Linked DNA regions of Muntiacus reevesi: region 2 is linked to region 1. Evidence: chromatin contacts called from public Hi-C data. All regions are on one chromosome and are shown on one strand. The core of a region is the stretch at or near the end of the contact, and the rest is flanking DNA. Distances in the headings are between cores, read along the strand shown. Region 1 holds the start of WDR37 (WD repeat domain 37). Region 2 holds the start of PCNA (proliferating cell nuclear antigen).

The links. Hi-C and Micro-C count contacts between places; a contact is called where the count stands out from the background.
Region 2: a contact with region 1 is called in a Hi-C map of muscle, with 5 times the contacts expected there. The contact joins the promoter of PCNA here to the promoter of WDR37 in region 1. A contact is called at or near these places in 2 of 3 Hi-C or Micro-C datasets (blood and muscle).

Annotation. Positions count from the first base shown.
Region 1 is chr2:45,168,772-45,172,324 of mMunRee1.1, forward strand. WDR37 (WD repeat domain 37) reads right to left here and starts at 1,782. Exons shown (of 14, transcript XM_065921418.1): 1 at 1,648-1,782.
Region 2 is chr2:46,272,899-46,276,429 of mMunRee1.1, forward strand. It overlaps PCNA (proliferating cell nuclear antigen), which reads right to left and starts at 1,792. Exons shown (of 6, transcript XM_065921464.1): 1 at 1,375-1,792; 2 at 139-236. The coding sequence starts at 1,595.

The sequences.
Region 1 (3,553 bases), core at 532-3,031:
CCTGCTGGTTTTTTTTAAACACAACCAAAAAAGTATAAATTGTTCTCTCCAAGAATCCAACCTCCCTATCCTACTGGTCAAGTTTATCAATTTAATATAAACATTCCTTCTGCCCAACTGGTTTGCCCTTGCGTGTCACATGCCTACTATACCCTACAAACAAAACAATACTCACAATTCCAAACTCAGTGTCGTTTTTAAACACTTTTGGCCAAAGAAAAACACTGACTAAATAGTAAATGTCATGAACGTTAATAACAGGCTACAACCAAAAAAAAAAGGTTAAAAGCTATACTCTGCATGTGGCATTTAATAATACAAAACGTGGCTGAAAAGCCCGTAGAGTTTTTCATAGCACTTCACTGTAAAAGTACCCTTACTGAATTCCTGAAGACAAACGACAAACTCAGCTGCTGAGTGACATCAACCAAAGGCAGCCCCGCAGTCCAGCCTCGGTAAACAGGCTGACGATGTCCTGTCGTCGACCCAGTCGAAGGCACGCTCACCAGTTCTGGACCTGATGCTGGGCTGGGGGCATCTCTAACCGGAAAACCACCAACGCTATTTAAAGACCTCAATTATTAAAAGAATAAGCTCGCATCAAGGATGAACTTATTAACTGTCAAGTCGTCGTCTTAGAAGCAGCACTTGGGAATTCAGAGCGCCGTCGGTACTCCCGGGGGAAGGGGCTGAGGGCGTCAGCTCGCGGCCAAGGCACAGCAGGTGCGCGCGGCTGCCCGGTCCCGGGAAGGAAGGAAACGCGCCGGGGCCTCCGTACGAGCACCCGGCAGGACGCGAGGCTGGACACGGCCCGTCGCTCCAGTTCAAGGTCGCGGCGCCCCTCGCGCGGTTCCACACCCCCAATGGGGCCTGGGGACCCCGGGCTCCGACACGCTCGCGGGTGGGAGGTTCCCGGGGGCCTCGAAGGACCCGCCTCCCCAGCCGCTCTGGGCAAGGGGTGCGCGTTCCAACTCCGTCGAGACCCGGCGGGGCTCGGGGTCGGAGAGGGGCGCGGAATCAGTGCCCAGGTCAGGGTGCGCGAGGCCCCCCAGGACAACCCCGCCCAAGGGAGGCCGCCGCCGCCGCACAGCCTGCGGCTGCGGTCCCGAACTGAAGATGGCGGGCCAGCACTCACCTGTCACGCCGCCGCCGAGCCCGCCACCGCGCAGTGCCAGCCGGGCAGTTCGCTGCCGCCCGTGTCTCCCGAGCCACGCGGCGCGCGGCACGGACGCGGACGCACAGGTCCCCGAGTCCCCGCCTAGACGCCGCCCCAAGACCCGGCAGCCCAACGCCCCACACTTCCGGCGCCGGAAGTCCCCGCCCCGCCTCTGCCCCACGCCGGAAATCCCTCCCGCTATCTTTCACGCGCAGGCCCGACGGGAAGTCCCGCCTCCACCCCGCGGCTGGCACCGCCGGAAGTCCAGGCCACCAAAGGAAGTCCCACCCGCTGCCCGCGGGGGCGGGGATCCTCAAGTGGGTCGCGGCGGCCCTCAAGTGGGTCGTGGCGGCGGCGAATACACAGCTAGGCCCCGGGACCACCCGGTCCTCGCCCTGCGGTGTCGGGGCCCCATCTGAAGCCCCCGCGGAGGGCCAAAGAGCGGCGGGCGCCCCATGGCGCGGGGGCGCTGAGGACCTGCGGGTACTCACGGCGGCGGGGGCCCAAGGGCGTCTCGGGCTGGCGCAGGTCGGCGTCCATTTGGACCCAGGTCGGGTTTCTGGAGCCGCCGGCCCCAGTCGGAACCGCCTCGTGTGCCGGGAACCGCTTCCCGGGCGTCGCTTCCCGGGGCGGCGCGGGCTAGGCGGCTACGCGCGTTTCCCGGCGGATCTGCGGAGGGTGACTCACCCCCTGCAGCCTCCGGTATGAAGTGTGTGTTCGCCATTGGCTGCAGAGACGAAACAAAGACAGCGTCTCGCCGCGAAAGGTGGGACCTGATGGCCTTCTTGTCCTTGTACAGGTTGGAAAAATTACAGGGTGCGCAGGCGGCCTCTGCTCTAGGAACAACCAGTTGGGAGCTTAAAGCCCTAAAGCAAAGACGAAATCAGACGCGTGGGAACTTTTTTAAATACAGACTAAAGTTCATCATTCGAATTGGAGAAGCATTAGTACGATTGTTGAACAAGAAACAAATTCGACGTATTTGGGGATTCGAATAGCCACAAAGTTTGTGCAATAAAACCCGAGATTACTTCAATATCAGCATAATAAAAGTTTATTGCTAGAATCAGTTATATAAGGTGAACTGAGGGTTTCAATGTTTTTTTTTGGAAGTGGGGGCGGTTTTCAAGTTTGGTGGTTGTAGCTACCTACCATTCAACTAGCAATTTTATTAGGGACCTAATATGCCCAAGGCATTCTGCAGGGCGAGGGAGCAGGTAGAATGCCGGGTGAACCACAGTATCAGCTCCAATTGATTCAGGTGCTAATATGTGGTTTTATTTTGCAGCAAAGCATCAACAGTTTGGGTGAAACTTAGGATGTTGTTGTTATAACCGAGGTAATGTTTTCTCTGCTATATTTATAATTCTATAAAAGTCACTGGAAATAAAATGACTGTAAAGAAGTGTCACAAAAATAGGGGAAAGGAATCAACACTTTGGGGGCCGCTGTGTGCCAGGCACTTAACATATTTGTTAACTTGTCTGATCGTCAAGCCAACCTAATAAAGTGCTGATCAAAACTGCGATGAGGTACCACCTCACACTGGTCCAAATGGCCATCATCAAAAAGTCCACAAACAGTAAATGCTGGAGAGGGTGTGAAGAGGGAACCGTACAGCTGCTGTGGAGAACAGTGTGGAGGTTCCTTAAAAAACTAAAAATACAACTACCGTATGATCCAGCAGTCCCACAACTGGCCATATATGTGGGCAAAATTGTTAATTTCAAAAGATACATGTACCCCCAAATGTTCACAGCAGCACTATTCACAATAGCCAATACCCGTAAGCAATCTGAACGTCCATCAACAAATGGAATGGATAAAAAAGACGTGGTGTGTATATATAAACACACATATACACAATGGATAAAGATGTGTATATACACACTGGATAAAAAAGATGTGTATATACACTCATGCATGCATGTGCGCAATGGCATACTAATTTTAAAAAAATGAAACCTTTTGCAACAAGAATGAACCTAGAGATTGTCACAGTGTGAAGAAAGTCAGCAAAACACATATTTGTAGGTTGGCTCTAAGTTCAGTCACTCCAGTCGTGTCCTATTTCTTTGTGACCCCATGGACTGCAGCATGCCAGGCTTCCCTGTTCATCACCAACTCCTTGAGGTTGCTCAAACTCACATCCACCCTCATGTTCAAGGAGTCAGCAATGCCATCCAACTATCTACAGTATGATACAAATGAACTTTAATTTACAGAACAGAAATAGACTCACACAACAAACTTAGGCCTACCAAAGAGGAAAGGGGGGGGGGGGGATAAATTGAGATTAGCATATACACTACTATATATAAATAGAATCCAAGGATTTACTGTGTACCACAGGGAACTAACTATATTCAACATCTTGTAATAACCTATACTGAATAA
Region 2 (3,531 bases), core at 542-3,041, 1.1 Mb after region 1:
CTACCAAAAGAAAGCAAATTTGAAGAAAAACAGGTAAGTTTAAAACTAAGAGGTATATTTTACAATCATCAGACTTGGGAAATACTGACACTGCATTTTAGTTTCCTCTACCATAACTCAGTAGAAGGGTAAACTTACTTGGAGCTTCAAATACTAGTGCCAAGGTGTCTGCATTATCTTCAGCTCGTAAGGTAATGATGTCTTCATTGCCAGCACATTTTAGTATTTTGGACATGCTAAAACAGAGAAGACAAAGGGTTTTAAATCAACACCATCTTCTCAAGATCGTTAGTTTTCTAATGGAATTAAAATCAGGAGTTACCATTTTTAACCATTTAGCTGCTGTAGTTTAGACCCCAAGTGGTGTTCGACCCTTTTGCAACCTCCTGGATTGTAGCCTATCAGGGTCCTCTGTCCATGAAATTTCCCAGGCAAGAATACTGGAGTGGGTTGCCATTTCTTTCTCCAGGGGATCTTCTCTACCCAGGGAACGAACCCCCATCTCCTGCATTGGCAAAGGGATGCTTTACTAGTAAGCCACCAGGGAAACCCTTAACCAGTACGCCATCTGTCAGACTGGGGAGTTAGGAAAACGTACTGCACGGGGGATATGCAAGCCGGTCCAGGCATATTGGAATGCAATCTGGCAGTATTTATACCCCAAAGGCCCACAATATACCAAGAGCAATTTCGCTTCTGGATATAAATAAAAGAACAATATTTTATGAATTTCAAATCCCTTTTGGTGGGTGAAGTAAATTATCGGGCCAACTATCTTTAAAAATGACCTAATACACCTATTAAAGTACACTGCATGTACTATGGGTATTTATCATAAGCTTTAAGCTGTCAACATGGTATTTATCATAAGCTTTAAGATTTAAATATGTGTATTTCAAAAGTTGAACGCCACTGCCCTGGAGAAAGTTTTCAAGTCCAGGATCTTAGGGTGCTCACCGCAACTTTGCAGTAAAAAAAGAAATACTCTGGTCCCTAGATAGGGTGACAGAACTAGGATACACTATAAAGTCAACCAGGACCAAGGTTTCTCGTCCAAGTCGCCTGCACTTAATGACCAAAGCGTTCTGCAACAGTCTTTTCCTGGCACCGCAAAGTCCATCATTTTCCCGCCACCACCCGCTTTGTGACTTTGGCGCGGAAAACAGCCGGTTCGCTGTTCGCGCTGCAGCCAGCGCGGGCTTTGCAAACCGCGCGCTCTGCTGGGTCCCGCCACCACCCTCACTCCGCAGCAGGCCAATGAGAAGACGCAGATGGCCCACGCCAGCCAATGAGGGCCCGGCTCGTCGGAGCTCCCGCCAAGAGCCAGACGTAGGAGTGGACCAAGGCCCGGATGCCCGAGGCTTTGGAGCTCACCTGGTGAGGTTCACGCCCATGGCCAAGTTGCGGTCGCAGCGATAAGTGTCGAAGCCCTCGGAGCGAAGGGTTAGCTGCACCAAGGAGACATGAGACGAGTCCATGCTCTGCAGGTTCACGCCACTTGAGCTGATGTCCCAGCAGGCCTCGTTGATGAGATCCTTAAGCGCTTCCAGCACCTTCTTCAAGATGGAGCCCTGGACCAGGCGCGCCTCGAACATGGTGGCGGAGTCGCAATGACACGGCTACAGGTAGGAGTGAGGAAGGTGTAGCCGGCTTAGGCTTCACAGGATGAGAGCGAGAGGCGGAAAACGACTACGAGCGCCTAAGACGAAGGAAGCCACTAACAACTCGCCGCGCCTGCAGCCGTTTAATACTGCCGCGTCTGCTAGCGCGCGCTACGCCCCCGCGCCCCTTGTTGATACGTCATCACGCTGCCCTCCCGCTGCCTGGGCGGAGAGACTGTAGAACCAGTCTTGTCCCTGCACTGCACGAAACCCGCCCCACCCCGAACACCCATTGGAGGATGCAGGCATGGGGGCGGGGCAGGGGCGGAGTGTTTCGGAGGCCCCGCACATAGGCGTGCGCTGGAGTTCGGGCCTTTTTGTCTTATTACGGCACCCGTTAGAGGAGTCCATGTGAGTGTGAAAATCGGTCCTAGACTGGGCGGGAATGGTCGATGAGCGGCGACTCTGGTGCCTCGTCAGCCTCCCGCTTGAGGGGTAGAAAATTTACAGCCGTGAGTGAAACGTAAATCCAGCCTGTGTGCTCAGTCGTATCAGTTTGTCTGACTCTTTAGGAAGAAAAGCCACCTTGTAGCCTGAAGAGTGTAGGTGCTTTAAGGGAGGTACAGTTATGATTAAAAAAACAGACAGCTCCTCACCACCAGCTCTTAAACCTCCTCCGCCACCTACACACAAATTGATATCATTTACTGTATGTAACTTTCTAAGTTTTTTTTCCTCTACAAGTTTATATATTTTAAAAAATGAAAATGAGTTCATGCCATAAAGAATTCAGCAAAGTGCTTACTAAAGTATGTTTAATTTTATGCCACGTTCATGTTTTGTTTATCAGCACCTCTTAAAAAGATGGCATCATATCCTACAAATGTAACCTAACCTAATTGCCAATCTCTTGTAATTCGGGCAACTCCTTGAAGTAGTATTGCTGGATAGAGGAGCATACGCATTAAATTTTTGATAAATGTTAACCAAGTTGACTTCTAAAAGATTGTAAATTACATTCCAGCCAAGACTATGAGCATGTTCCTTGCCCCTAATTTTTCTAACTTTAGTTATTAGCAATCTAATTTTTAAATCTGTGCTCATTTGTGTGGAAATTTCAATTTGCATATTAAAAGACTGGTGCAAATTGGATATCTTTCATACAGTTCTTGACCATTGCATGTTTATATTTTTTCTATTAAACTTTTTTCTTATTGATTAAAAGCATTTCATATATTAATCATCTCCCTATTATAAATATTCCCCCTTTGTTTTTTCCTTTGTTTACAGCATTTCTTTTTAGTTGCTTCTTATGTTTTACCTTGGTCTGTAGAATTCTTTAGCCTTTCTACCATGTATGGTGTGGATTTGGTTTTATTTATCCTGTTCATGGAATTTTTGTATTCCTCAGCCAAAAGATTCACGCATTTCATCAAGTCTAGAATATTGTCAACCATTATGGTTTCAAAAATTGCCTTTCCCTACTCAATGCTCTCCCTCTAGTATTTCTATTAGATGTGTCTTTAATTGAATTTAAGATACCTTCAATTGTAAGATGTAGCACAAGAAAATAAAATATGAGACTATCCTGATTTATCATTTAGATTTTCTGTTTTGTTATTATCCTAGAACTTTGACTTTTCAAAACATTTGTATCATATATCTTGTGCATGTGATGCACACATATTATATATAATATATATGTAAAAGCACACATATATAAAAGCTCTCGTAATATATCTTAACATTCAGTTTCTCAGTCAGTTGCTAATAACTGCTGTTTTTCCATATATCACCGTTGTCAAGGCTGTGAATGACGCAGCATTCTTAAGAGTGATACTGGGCTTCTATGGTGGCTTAGTGATGCAGTCACCTACTGGTGTATGACCTCTGGGTTCGAGCCTAATCCTGAAAGATCCCACATGCCTTG